Linked DNA regions of Drosophila melanogaster: region 1 is linked to region 2. Evidence: chromatin contacts called from public HiChIP or PLAC-seq data. All regions are on one chromosome and are shown on one strand. Each heading gives the region's core, a stretch centred on a gene start, on an enhancer-like site or on the middle of the called end of the contact. The rest is flanking DNA. Distances are from core to core; before and after follow the strand shown.

What was found. HiChIP or PLAC-seq counts read pairs in DNA pulled down with a chosen protein or histone mark.
Region 1: a contact with region 2 is called in a POLR2A S2P HiChIP or PLAC-seq map of the Kc167 cell line, with 4 times the contacts expected there. The contact joins the promoter of CkIIbeta here to the promoter of Tango10 in region 2. A contact is called at or near these places in 28 of 107 Hi-C or Micro-C datasets (the Kc167 cell line, the OSC cell line, the PNm cell line and 13 more) and 5 of 6 datasets of contacts at active chromatin or transcription factors (the Kc167 cell line and the S2 cell line).

Annotation. Positions count from the first base shown.
Region 1 is chrX:11,789,494-11,796,328 of dm6, reverse strand. It overlaps CkIIbeta (Casein kinase II beta subunit), which reads right to left and starts at 3,796. Exons shown (of 7, transcript NM_206692.3): 1 at 3,643-3,796; 2 at 2,811-2,886; 3 at 2,429-2,531; 4 at 2,164-2,355; 5 at 1,321-1,510; 6 at 1,143-1,224. The coding sequence starts at 2,882. It overlaps Karl (karl,), which reads right to left. Exons shown (of 5, transcript NM_001298208.1): 3 at 5,334-5,471; 4 at 5,145-5,268; 5 at 4,076-4,971. The coding sequence ends at 4,598. It also overlaps asRNA:CR44962.
Region 2 is chrX:11,715,839-11,723,236 of dm6, reverse strand. Tango10 (Transport and Golgi organization 10) reads right to left here and starts at 2,992. Exons shown (of 4, transcript NM_167302.3): 1 at 2,210-2,992; 2 at 1,054-2,038; 3 at 829-986; 4 at 1-703. The coding sequence starts at 2,575. The coding sequence ends at 449. It overlaps prtp (pretaporter), which reads right to left and starts at 6,481. Exons shown (of 4, transcript NM_001201655.2): 1 at 6,423-6,481; 2 at 5,973-6,187; 3 at 4,467-4,869; 4 at 3,343-4,405. The coding sequence starts at 6,163. The coding sequence ends at 3,749. It overlaps lncRNA:CR45618 (long non-coding RNA:CR45618), which reads left to right and starts at 6,517. Exons shown (of 1, transcript NR_123873.1): 1 at 6,517-7,174.

The sequences.
Region 1 (6,835 bases), core at 2,547-5,046, 72 kb before region 2:
AAATGTTACACAAAACATACATACATACATAAAATGTGAGGAAACGAACATATAAAAACACATACATAATTGGTTAATTGACTGAAGAAAATAATATATATATATATAAGCGTGTGTGTGTAGGCGTTTGTGGGTGTGTGTGTATTTGAGAGTTATGCTTGTAGTCCTTGAACTTAAACTTCAATGCGAAGGATATTCTGCTCAGCGGTAACATTCAAATTTAACATAAATACATGTTTCTGAATGAAGTTTAGATTAATAAGAAGTTGCAGTGTTTTAAATAAAAATCAACATCGCATGAAGTTTCTCATGTTTTGAATGTTTATGGGCTCTAAATAAATATGCGTGTTGCTGTGTGTCCTTTTAACTATTTTGTTTTGTTATACAATTTCTTCTGTTTCTGTTTCTTTTCATTTTGAAATACAAACGCAGTTGGTTTTTGTTTTTTGTGTTGTTTTTTTAGTTTTTATATTTATATAAATGAAACTTTGCGCCCAGCGTTTAAAAACCTCAATACAATTGTCTCTCCGTCTCTCAGTGTGGCTGTTGTTGTTGTTGTTGTTGTGTGTTGCTGTCTATCGGTCTTCCCGTTGTAAACTATCATTTCAATTTATGTTTTTGTTTCGTTTACATGCAGTTAAATGGATTGTTTGTTGTTGTATTCGTGCGTATGTGTTTGTGTTGTAGTATTTGTTGTTGTTGGTGGTGTATTTATTTTATTAGTTTTTCTACACCCAATTTTAAGAATCGATCGATTGGAACGATCGATAATATATCGATATTTTGGTTTTATGTTTGGTTTTATTCAGACAGGCAGAGACATGATTGTATTCATAATCATATTCAGGTTCAGGTTGTCGATCGGATTTTATGGATGTTTGATTTGATTTGGTTTGGTTTTTTTTTGTGGTGGTGGTGGTGGTTGGTTTGGTGGTTTTGTATGTGTGGGGAGAGAAAACAAATAAAAAAGATATAATATATTTATATGCTTAGTAGTTGAATGATCCCTTGGTGGCGTTGTGTTTTTTTTAGTCAATATATAGAATTTTAGATTCCAAAATAAAATACAACAAAAAAAGATGAGAGAGTGGGGTAAATGGTGGAAAGGATACTAATAGCTAGTTATTAAGTTTTAAATTTACCGCTCGTAGTGGCATTTTAAAATTGGCTGCTGCCTGCAGCTGAATTTGATAAGCTAAGCTGTGTATTTTAAATCCATATAGCCTATGTATGTGATGATCAAGTTGACGTCGTATCGGGCACATAAAACAAAAGAGCATATTAACAATGTGCATATACAGTAATGGGTATAAATCTTACCTTGGAACAAACTGATTAGTAGGACGCTTGGGACGATATTCGGGATGCACCATGAAGAGCATGTGTGGAAATCCAGTGCCGAAATAGGCGCCATCGGTATGGTGGTGACGCGACGATTTTGGTGTGTACACGTCAATGCACTTGGGGCAATAGGTCTTAACCATTGCCTCGCCGGGGATGTCCGACAGACCTGAGGATAATAATCAAAGGATTAGACCACTGGCAGAGCAACTAGCAACTAGAAAAAGTCAGAATTCATCGGTGAAATCTGGTACAAACATATTTAACCTGATTTAACTCAACATGATATCCATCATGATCATTTATCATTAATAGCAGAAATGTTTACAAGGCTCGTCTAGCCACTTTGGCCTAGTTAATTTTCACAGAAATTGAGGGACCTTGTTTAGTGAAACCCTATCTTGCATTTGTGCATGCATTTGATTCAGCATTGCTTTATTTGATCGTTAACAACGTTTAGGGAAGTTTCGGTAAGAATTTATTGGAGATCGGGAAGCGTTGCGAAGGTTTTAACTAGGGCAAGCCAAGCCAGACAATTAAGGTAGAATTTCTATTAAGAATGCGTTGTTTTTTTCTTGGTGTAAGATTTCATGGGAAAGCCCCAATGATATGCTATTCAGGAAACTCAATTAGAAGTTGTGCCAATAATCGCGTTGATAGTTTCTGGCTATGTAATTACTAGGCAGAAAAGCACGAGGTTCCTCGTAGATATGTTGTTTTTTTTTTTTTTTTTTAGATTACAATCAATTACGCGCAGAAAGATTCGCAACTATGTTTGTTAGCTATAGGTAAGAGCGATTGATCAAGGATCTGGTTACGCACCCAATGGCAGCATGGGCTGACTTTCACAGTAGACACGTGGACAATGTCCGAAATCGCCAGTTTGATATTTCTCGATCATTTGAGCGATGCCGCGATTTGTTAGTATATATCTGGCGTGTATGAGGCCGTAGAGCATCTCGGCGGCCTGCTCGGTCATGTCGGACTGCAGTGGATTGTCCTCGAGCTCGTCCTCTGTGGATGGTAAGGCGCATTAGCTATATACATTACAATTTTGGATATGGGTAACAGCCCATTCTAAACTTACCCGGTTCCAAGTCCAAGATCATGTCCAACGCTTGCCGATAGTTGGGTACCTGCTCATTTAAACCAGTTAAATTGAATTTATCCTGTATGTAGTCCTCATCCACCTGGAATCAAAAGCGTATGCAATTAGGATCTGTACTGGAATATACTGTCATATATCCACTATATCGTGTGTTATCTGGACATGTGTGTACAGTTGGGCTCGGTATTGCCCCACCTTGCGGCACACACGCACACACACACACACACACGCGCGCGCAAAGGCAGAGATTGAGGGCTGCACTTTGCAATTGTTGCACTTATAGCGCGCGCTTAGATAACGCGATTACAGCGAAGAACGCGGGTAATTCGTCGTTGATGCTGATATGATGATGATATCTCACCTCGCAGAAGAACTCATTGCCACGAAGTCCACAGAACCAGGTGACCCAGGAGACTTCCTCGGAGCTGCTCATTTTGCTGCAAAGATAAGCGAATGGAGTTGCTAATTCATATTTTCATCGTTTTTTTTTTGCTGACAAATTATCCTGCACACGCATACCACACATGCACACCGCACTCTCACACACACAGGCAATCATGGCACACACACTGGGACAAACGCTCACGCACTATTACATACATTAAGGGGATTATTTTGCGTAATTTGGGCTGGCGTGCGAAATTTATTGTTAAAATATCTTGGAACGGAATCTTGGCACTTTCTTGTCTACCCCACCCCCCCTGCTTTCTTCACGTTTCCTTTTGGTTCCGCTTCTTGTTGCTCGCACAAACCACACTCTCTTTTTCCGCTTTTTTCTTCTTTCCTCCTCTTTTTTTTTGGTTGGATTGGCCTTTTGGGGTTTTTGTTTTCGGTTTTCCGTTTAATTCGCGTTGCTTGTACAATGTTACTAGTTTTCGGTGATCGCACCGTTGAAATTCGTGTGGTCGGGGGGCATAAAAATAAATTTTTATACTCGTATTGTGACAATTGACAAGCGCTCATACAAAATGTGCCGAGCAGCAAGAAGAAGCACACACTGTTGGAAATTGAGAAAAAAAGAGACACATATACAGGGGCCACCACACGCACACAAGCAAACACGCACACCGCGAAGCGCACATAGGGACGTGCACACACGCACGCCTTTACACCGATGAGCGCAATCCAACGCACACCAACTTGCTATTCTGTATTTTTCCCGCTGCGGCTATCTTCCAGTGGCCAGCACTCACCCAAATTGTTAATAATTACTCAAATTGATCGACTTTTGTACTGCAGCTGAACCGGTAAAGGCAAATATTGTAGCGAAGACGATGATATCAGGTATGCAATCTCGACTATCGATTACCGCTGTCCTGCGCTGTCCGCAGGCGATTGCCAATCGATGTGGCGCCGTGTCATCGCTAAGCGATGTATCGGCTAATCGGGATTGCGCGTTTCGCAACACTGGTTCGGAAAAGCAATTAACCAAACAAAACGCGGAATTATTTGTTAAATAAGCAAATCAAGCCAAATATTAAAATATTGTTTATTACCAGCATTTAGTTGGCTGTTTTGCCATTTGTCAAATAATTTACCGATTGCAGCTAGCAATATTTTCTTACAACTACTTTAAGGTATTATTTCGTTTAGTTGTATGGTAACACTATGTTGAAAGTTTGAAATGTTTGAAAGTGCTTATTTAAATTTGTATTATTGACAAAATAAATCGGGTTTTCGTATAATATTTTCTCTTAGTTGATTGATTAGACTAATAATACAAGAACGAGCGATAAACCCACTGCATGCATTTTAAGCGCAATCGCTCGAAAGATGTCAGAGTGAGAGCGAAGCGAGTTGCGAGCTTAAGCGAAAAAGCGAGAGCAAGGCCTTATCGCTTCAACTCGCTCAGGGCGTACGATTGTTTTGTTATATTCTGCGCTATATTACCGTTTATTTTCAAAACACACGTTATTTTGTTTTGTCTTGTTCCATTCTGTAAATAACCTTTTATATAAATTATTGAATTCGCCTTTTTCATTTCTATTTCAGTTAAGAGGGTGGACGACAGTTTTAACAGAAAGTTAATAGTTGCGCTTGATGCAAAAAATTCCTCGTCCGAATCCATCACGTTCACATTAATAACTAAAAGAGAGCAATGTAGCTCGTTTCTCGCTTAGCTCTTACTCTGCCATCGACTCGCTTTGCTCACAGCTTCTCGCTTTGCTCATAGCTTCTCGCTTCGCTACTAGCGCGCACTCTGCCGTCAGGCTTATTGATAATTTTGAAGATTTCCTTGGCTCTCTTGCGTCCATTCACAACATAGGCCAGTGGATCGTCGCGACTAGATTCCATTAGATTGTCGCACGATTCCTGCCCGATGTTAAACATAAAGGATGTGTCGATATCCTGCGGCAACTTGCCGCGCAGAAAGCTGATCTCGTTGTCGGCCAACGATGTTTTCCGCGACAAAAGCAGGGCGGACAGGTAACGTGGTTGCTTCTTCTTCTCGGCGCAGTGCATCACCAGGCCCCAGGTGTCGTAGTCCGTGTCCAGAACGTATGTGTTGTAGATGCCCTCATCTGCAAGGAGGTACATATAGAAACGAAAATACTGCTTAAAACATATATTAAACCCGGGCAGATCGAATTACTCTTTGGCATAGTAATTACCAAACTACTTCAAACGTATCACAACTACATTTTGAATAGATTTTCGTTTTGAATTTGATTGTAGAAACATTTCCATCACTCACATATGTCCTCCGTGTGCTGCCAATGTCCTGGCTCTTGGAATTTGGGTATCATCCAGGTGATGTTGCCCACGAGCTTCTCGCGCAGCGGATCCTCCGCAAATATGTAGCTAAAGTTCATCGTTATCTAATTTAAATTGAGGTATTGAGGTATAATTTGTAATAGGGATAAAGGTCCTTGCTGCCACTCACATGCTGATCCTCTTTGGAAAAGGAAAAGTGACTGCGCATGCACGCGTACTCCGGAAGTTCCTCTGTGGATGCGTAATACTGAACCACGTGCCAACAGCCCATCATGCGCTCCAAATCGAAGTTCTTAATGGCTCCCACCTAAACGGAAAATTAGTTCCATAATAAGTTAGATATGTAAGTAATTTAGAGGAGGTCTTTATAATGTTGTATAATATAATATATAATGTAATCTATAATGATAAAGATCTATTATACTTTATGATAGGAGTTTTTTTCTATTACCTATATATATATACATTAGACAGCGAGGGTTTCTGGTTAAGATTCACATACATATCTTATATTTATAATAACTCTTGAGACAGTCGTGCTTTTTAATGGGTATTTAAAAACCCTGGTGTACGATCATTATTATGATATTTGAGAGGTCAGGGCTGCTAATAAATATGCCCAATAAACGTTAAGACCACAAATGCATCTTGGCTATAATCCCAATTCAACTTAGCTAGCTGCATGTGTGTATTTACATTGTTTGCCCTGGCGACCACAAAACAAAACAAACTTCGGTTGGTGAAAGAGTCGAAGAAGCGACAGACGACGAAAGCCGTTAGCGCTGTCACCGTGATTGACTACTGACAGTTCATTGAGAAGTCAGTATGGCCGTCCCTCTCTCTGCACCGCTGTTGCCGTCTCTTTCGCTGTTTTGCAAGTCGCGACGCGCAGACACGAGATGCAGACGCAAGACAGCCTCTGATTGATGCGCCTCAAAAGCGCATTGCACCGCATGTGCCCCCCCCCCCCCCCTTATCCCCTTTTCACTGCACCCCCTCTTTCGGCACTGTCTTCCCGCCATCTCTTTCTTCGGGTCTCTACGTGCGTGTCTTTTGTCTATTATTGCTGATTGTTTTCTGACTTTTGGCTCGCTTTTCGGTGTTTGTATTCGTAGCAGTATTTGTCGAACTGCACCTGCATCAAAGTGCAATTGTCGCCGCCAACGGAGATGCAGACGATGAAGAGAGGGGAGTGAGAAGAAAGGGGACGGGCAGAGAAGAGAAGAGAAGACAAGACAAGACTCAGACGACGTCTGAGCCACTTAGAAAGTGTGATTGATTTTGGCATCGGTGTGAGCCCATTTCTTCTGCCTGGCTCTTTCTGCGCTCGCTTTATGTCCCATTCATTCTATTCGCTAGAGATGGAACGTTCCCGTCAATCGTTGGATGATTTCCAGTGGGGCAGGACACAGGAAAGTCTATTATAAGACCCATAGTACTATTATAACCGAATATTATACTATCTTTGAGGTTAGAATTCATAGCTATTGCCACAGAGTCGTTTGATTTAAGGAAGTTCGACTGTAGGCGCTATTTTTTTTTTTGTACCAGCTAACTAGATGGTGCCATCACTAGCGACTTGAAATGTGTCACAGTGCGCCCGGCATATTGATGAGCCTTTGAGTTTGACTCGCTTTTGGGCTTGGATTTGAGATGCTTTCCTCCTCCGGC
Region 2 (7,398 bases), core at 1,743-4,242:
ACGTTTATTAGAAAAACTCCTTTCCATAGTCCATTTTCATTTGCGGTAATTCTGCGAAATGGTAAGGTGAATACAGTACCAAATGGGCGTCGTGTCCAATCAATCACTTTAATATGGCTCTGCCTACGAACTCACTCACTCAGTAACTCTCGCTGCGCCTAACTTAAAGGAAATAGTGTAATATAAAACAATAAACTAATAACAAATCATATTGCAATCGAGTTGTGATCGATTGGGGGCCGGTGTAGACCGCCAGTTAAGATCGCAAAGGTTGAGCCCATGGGATTCGCAGTCGCATTGGATTTTTACATACATACACATGTTAAATGGTAGTTTGAAATACAGTGGTGGCTGTGGATGCATGAGGTGCCTGTGGATGCGCCGGGAAGTACGGAGTGCTATAGTTGAGATGCCCACAGGACCGCTTCATAATTTGTGTTTTTTTTTTTTAGAACTGAAACGGCGGCGTATCTCGGCAGGTGTGGGAGCCCATCGGCGTGATGACCACGTGCAGGGTAAGCGTGTTGCGAGCGGTGCCCGTCAGATGGGGACTCAAGTACAGTGATGTGTGCTCCAGCTCCTCGTACGGCAGCAGGTTGTCCAGGTTGACGACGCGCGACGTATCGGAGAAGTACTCCGTACGCTCTACAACTGTGCGGATGTGCATAATCTGGTTTTGCATGCCAACGATCAGCACGGCGATCTGAAAATAGGAATAACCCATGAAAGAATATACAACTACAAATACAAAATACTACAAATACACTGGGAAACTAGCGCCAATACTCGTTGATTCCCAACAGAATATTACGGTTGCCGCTTAATCACCTTAAATCGCTCCTCTCCGATGTTTTGATGCTTGCAGGTAACCCGTAGACGCACTGTGTTCAAAGAGCAGCCTGGTACGTCCTCGCCCCATACCATTTTGGCCTTGTTATACCTAACGCCTCGCGGGAAAAACTCGATTTCCCATGTCATGCAGGGATCTGGCGATTAAGTAATCGTTAACTTATTCTGTATATCAATCGAAGTCAGCTATCGGCCACTACTTACCGTCCTCCTCAGTCTCGGCAATGTGTCGCTGCGAAAAGAAGCAGGTCACATAGTTCTTATAATCCTCGATCGCGGTAAAGTTGTGCACATCGATGTCGACGCTCCAGGTGTCGTTCCAATATAGCCGCGGCGTAAACTGCAGCTTACCCGATTCGGTGGCTCGCACCTCTCGCACCCGATCCTCATGGCCCGATTGATAGCTCATGCCGATGGCAATGCGCTCGACGAGGAACTCTTTGTGATACTCGACCAGCGGATCCATTAGCAGGTGTGAGAGCTGGCGCGGCGTCATCATGCCGAAGCGTATGTGGGACACAGTCTGTTCGATCAGTTCCATGAAACCGCCACTGCCAGTGGCCTCCATCTGTTCGCGACGATGCAGCAGCCACGTCTGCAGGATGTCAAACAATTTGTACTCGCTGGTGACAACCAGATCGTTCTGCTGCAACAGCAGTATCAGTATGGCCGGGTCCATTTCAACAAAGTCCCGCGACTCGGCAACCATCTCGAGGTTCCATTTGAGAAACCGCTTGAGTGTTTCGGTGAGATCGTTGTGGGTGGGCGTGAAGGAGAGCGTATATTGCAGCCAGGACACAAGATAACCGCTGGTGGCCGCCTTGGCCACGTGCTTGTTCATGTAGTCCACGCAGAGATCGATCAGGTCGCGTATATTGTACTTGTCGCTCAGCGCCAGCATTGGCATCACCGTCTGCAGCGTGACCTCGATTTGGCCAACGTATAGGTACTTGATGAACTGCGGAAACACCGCCGAACAGCAGGCTTCCTCGTGCAATTCGATCACGTGCTTGCTGCACTCGTTCCACTCCGGATTCATTAGCATCACCTGAAAGACGTCGCTGCTGGCACAGAGGATGACGCGGTGGGCGGGAAACTCCTTGCCGTCCACCAGTAGCACTATGTCCGACATCAGCTGTTCGGCGTACAGGTTGGCGATCTTATTGAGCACACTATTCGCATCGATCATCTAGATGGGTAAGATTTGATCAGGATTAGGGCACATTCTCCCAGGATCAACTTGACTTAATACTATGGTCTGAGCTAGTCCCCACTCATAGTGGACAAAATCAATAAATGTTGATAACACACTTGGCTGGTAATCTGGCAAATAAGATCACATTTTTGGCGTTGTACCCACCGTGCTGGCTTCATCCTGGCCTTCTTCCGTTTCGCGACACTTGCGCCGCTTGGCGTCCAGATCCTCGCTAGAATTAAGTCCTTTCGCTGGGCTCTCGCTGGTTCCATTGGCATTAGCTTGGTTATTAATGGCTGCATCACCACCTGCTGCTCCTCCAGCTGCCTCGCCAGCCAGGTCCGCAGCAGCTGCTCCGCCCCCGGGACCCCCGCCCGGACCTGCACCAGCACCTCCACCGCCAGCCCCGCATCCGCCGCCACCGCCAGCACCACCAGCACCATCAGCGCCACCAGCCGCTCCGTGCGCACCACCAACACCGCACACTCCACCGGAGACTGGCGCTGCTCCGCCGTTACCGTTGTCGTTCATCGGGAAACGGGGATATTAGGTATAGACTGGCACCCGGCTAGGGATTTGTTCTGCGCTGACAACGTGCACAAGGACAACCTACGGGACGGCTTCGTAAGGACGAGCCAAAGACACGGCAAAAAGTCTCACTTCAAATGCAAAAACAACGACAGACAGATGCAGACACGATACGATTTATATCGCAGCAGCAGTGTGCCAGGCATGGATTGCAAACAGCAGGGCAGACCGATGGCACTTCATATGCGATATATGGATGGATTCGTCGCATCCGTAATAATTGTATTCTTGTGGATCCGACAAATGCAATTTCATTTTCAGTTGTATTTTCCCGGGTTCCGCAATTTTAGATAAAAATAACACAACATTTAATTAAGTGCCATATAAATACATTTATCCATTACGTAGATCTGGCAGCCCAAATTAAAATACTTGAAACTTCCCGTTTTCGATGACTCGACTAGATCTGTAATCGATAAATTGTTATCGACAACAGCGCGCGCTGCTAAAATTTCAAATCAAAAAAACCTGTCTGCTCCACTATTAAGTGGCATCAAAATCTAAATGGATTTTAAAGTGTGTTAAACAAATATTTAAAGAACGCCAATAAGTCAGCTTAAAAATTTGCATACTCCTATTTATTCGAAAAACCCACAAACATCTGTTTTTTAGCTCTTCTCAGAACATTATATAGTGGTTTTTCCCAAACAATTATTCAAATAAACCATATTGTACAGATAATAATAAAATACTTTAAACAGCAGCCTATTGTTTTCCAATTGATATTTATTAGCTTTGTGTTGACAAATTTTCCTAAAACGTAGGCTACTCAAAATGACTTTAAAATTGAAATGTAAGTTCGCTAAATGGCTTATCATCGCGCACACAGTCCCGTGCCCCATTTACGTAAACACTAAACAAATAAGTATAAAAAAAATTCTACAAAAACAGCTAAGGAAGAGGGACAAAAACGAAAAAAAAGTAAAAGGAACTCAGATTGAATTTATCAATTTCAGCTAGCGCGTTGTCGTTTGGGTGTTGTTGGATATATTGATTAAATGCGGACTCCTCACAGAGGTTTATGCTGGAGAAAGAAAAATTACGATTACAATTAATTTGGCGGGCGATTATTTGATCATTCGACTACTGCTGATTCCCTGTGAACCGGCAGATGCTTTAGAGCTCGTCGTGGCCGAGGAACTTCTTCAGATAGGCCTGCAGCTCCGGCAGTGAGCGGCTGCCTTCGTACTCGTTCTGGCGCTGACCATTCTTGTAAAGGAAGAGAGTTGGATAGCCCTCCACCTGCTGGTCGATGCACACTTGCTTGTTCTCCGGCGCCGTGCAGTCAACCTTGGCAATTTTCACGGAACTCTGAGCCTGGTGCGTTTCCGTGGCCAGCTGCTCCCAGGTGGGTTGCAGCTTCTGGCAGTGTCCACACCACGGAGCATAGAACTTAATGAAGGCAACGCCCTCGGCAATGGCTTGGTCGAACTCGTCCTCGCCAGTCAGCTGTTGTGGAGTCAGCTTCTTGGCTGCGTCCTCCTCGCCGGCAACCTCCTCGATAACCACCTTCTCATCGCCGGCCTCGCCAGCGGTCTTCTCCAGTGGCACGCCCACCATTTTCTCCACGTACGTTTTCAGCGTGGACAGATCGCGAGCACCCGAGTACTTTTCAATCTTTTTGCCATCCTCGATCCAGAGAAGAGTGGGATACCCCTTGACCTCAAAGTCCTGGCAGATGGAACGGAACTGGGTGCAGTCGATCTTCGAGATAGTTACGGTAGGCTCTTTAATCAGCTCCTTGGCCAGGTCCTCCCACGTGGGTGCCAAACGCTGTACGAAAAGGATGCCACAGTTAGGCATTTTAGGCGAGAAGGCATTGTATTCGGCTTACCTGACAATGACTGCACCAGGGTGCAAAGAATTTGACAAAGTGATTGCCGGTGGACACGTGCTTGGCAAAGGTGTCTTCGGTAAGGTCAACCACCTTGCCAATATTAAGGTTCTCGACCTGCTCGCGCTTGACCTCGCCCAGATCCGCCTCAGCGGGTGCGCTCAGTTCCTTATTGATGAAATCGGTAATGGCGGGCAAGTCGCGAGTGCCCTTAAACTTGACCGATTCCTCTTCGCCCAGCTTAAAGAGGCGCAGTGTGGGATAGCCGGTAACCTGGTGCGTGGCGCAGAGTCCCTGGTGCTTGGTGCAGTCCACCTTGGCGATGATCACCTTGGGGTTATCCACATTCATGATCTCGGCCAGCTGTTCCCACAGCGGCTGAATACGCTTGCAATGGCCGCACCTACGATTAAAAGATGCCATATGAAATGGATACGAATTCTGTATGACGCACATCTAACAAACCATATTCAACACCTAATCTATTGCGATTAAATTGATTTTGAAATAGGAATCGATAAATCGGTCAAACTCACATTGTTTTCCCCGTCCAAATACAAAGGAACACAAAACAATGAACAGCGATAAGACTTGGCGCTTTGTCCCGAACAAAGAGTTTATCATCTGGTTGCTAGAGCCGCCGAATCGCATTTCGAGCTTCCTTAAACTCCCTCCTCTAATCGCAGGGCACTTTCTAGCATCATAATTGAACCTAATCAAATTAGCTCATAGGCATTGCGATGGCTTCTTGATAAGACGTGAGAGCCGGGCGCTATGAAAACTATAATAGTTGCCGAAATCTGGAGTATTTAGTTTGTCAATCAAGGGGGACACCAAAGCCCCTTTGATCGTCTTATCGGCGAACGTGCGATTTGCTCGACAGACATGACGAATCTTCAATTCTCCGGATCTTTAGTTTTTGACCAAATTGCCGGGGTCGCGAATTTATGTCACTCACGATCGTCAGGTAAATTTCTAACACGCCGAAATATACAAATTTTAACAAAATGTATGTTCTGGTTTTCAGATTCCAATTCTTTAGGATTTATGAGGGTACATATTTCGCTATTTTTGCAATAATATGAATTTCTCTATTGGAAATAATTGTTTTTTTAGGATTAGCAGTTCATATTATTAATACTACAAATAAAGTTGGCAATTGTAAAATTGCTAAATAAATACTTATTCACGCTTTTTAAGACCATTTAGACCATTTTTGGTGAGCTAAATTTCATTTATGTAAATACTTGTTGATTTTTAACAGGCATAGGCTAATCTGTTTCATTACAAGAAAATTGCCAGAAATTGAATGAAAGTGAAAACCAAAACACCCACTGATAATTATGTGTGCGTGGCTTGGTCACATAAAATAGACGACCTATGTGGACCGCCGCGATTCGCCGGCAAAAGTTGGCCAATTTGGGACGGCGATTTTTTATTTCGTTCAGGTTGTAAGCGCAGGGCGGAATGGAGGGGTTGAGGAACCCAAATCGAATTGCAACTCACCATGGAGCAAAGAACTTGACGAAGACATTGCCGCCGGCAATCGCAGTGTCGAAGGTTTCTGGGTCCAGTTCCACGGTGAACTGCTTGTCCTGTTTGCCGGTGTCCTCCTCCTGGGACGCACGGGTGATGGGCAGGAGGGGCGACAGGAGGAGGCCACACACGGCAACGGATAAAATGGACCTGGTCAACATGATGCACGGAACGCTTGGAGAGATCTGAAAGTGTTGGGGGACCACGTCCGGATACAAAATAAAATTTCGATGAATAGGACTAGAGATGCCAAAAAGGGCAATCGATAGACAGGCAAGGCCAGCTGATCATCGATTTAAAAAAATATACACATGTTGTTAAGGGGAACTATATATTAATAAATAACAATGAAATGGAATTATGTTCGTTTTTTTTTAAGAATTTAATTTTTAGTCACAAAAAATATATAAGTACAAGTACATCATCCTCTTCAAGTTTAAAACAGTCTGGCACCGGTAAAAGGTTAATCTGGCAACTTTGAACAACCACTTGTGTGTATTGGTGCGTGAACAGCGAGAATGGCAAAATACAAAAACGAGCGAGTCGCACACACAGAGACGTAGTTGATTTGGAAAGGGGCCTGTGCGAAAAAGTTGCTTGTATACCGAATGATTAATACATACAGCTGTGTCATGGCAAAGAGAGAATACAAATTCAACCACTACGAATTCGAATGTCGCTCTCCAGTGGGGATTTTAGAAAATGAATCATTATAAGTTTTAAAAAATACTCGAATTTATAATTCGAAAAACGGGTTTTGCAACAGGGAAAGCGGGAAAATGTCGCAAAACAGATGGGCATCCGCATCGAGTATCGATGCGATATATCGCACGCATATCGCCGCGAGAAAAGGAAGCTATCTGGGTCTAGCCGACGTTTTGATGCTCTATAGTGGAATATTTTCTAATAAATTAAATTTCGCTTGATCGATTTTGCAGCAATTGATAAAAGCTTATTTCAGTAGATCATCAAATTGGAAAGCCAATCGCACTGAAGTACATATGAAACCATATAATTGATCATATTGATAATGTATTAGATAGGATTGCCGCTATCTGAAAAAGTGATAATGCTCTATACAAGGGTATAATGAACGAATGGCAGGCACATGGAAGCCACAAACAGAAACAGCAAAATTGCAGCTGCTATGTATGTTGCTCGACGAATAGGGTAAAAACGGCAACAGCGAATGATGGCGGCAAAGGCAAACGAGCGATAGGTGAACTGAGGGGCGTACCTGCGGGGGGATCGAACTTGAGTCGACTGTTAAGTAGGGTTCTGTTTTTTAAATATCAAGTTGCCGCTCGACCGCTCTCTCAGCTTAGACTTTGAGTAGCACACGTGTGTACTCGATTATGGAACCAGCAGCTGTTCTCGAATTAGTTAATGCTTGAAC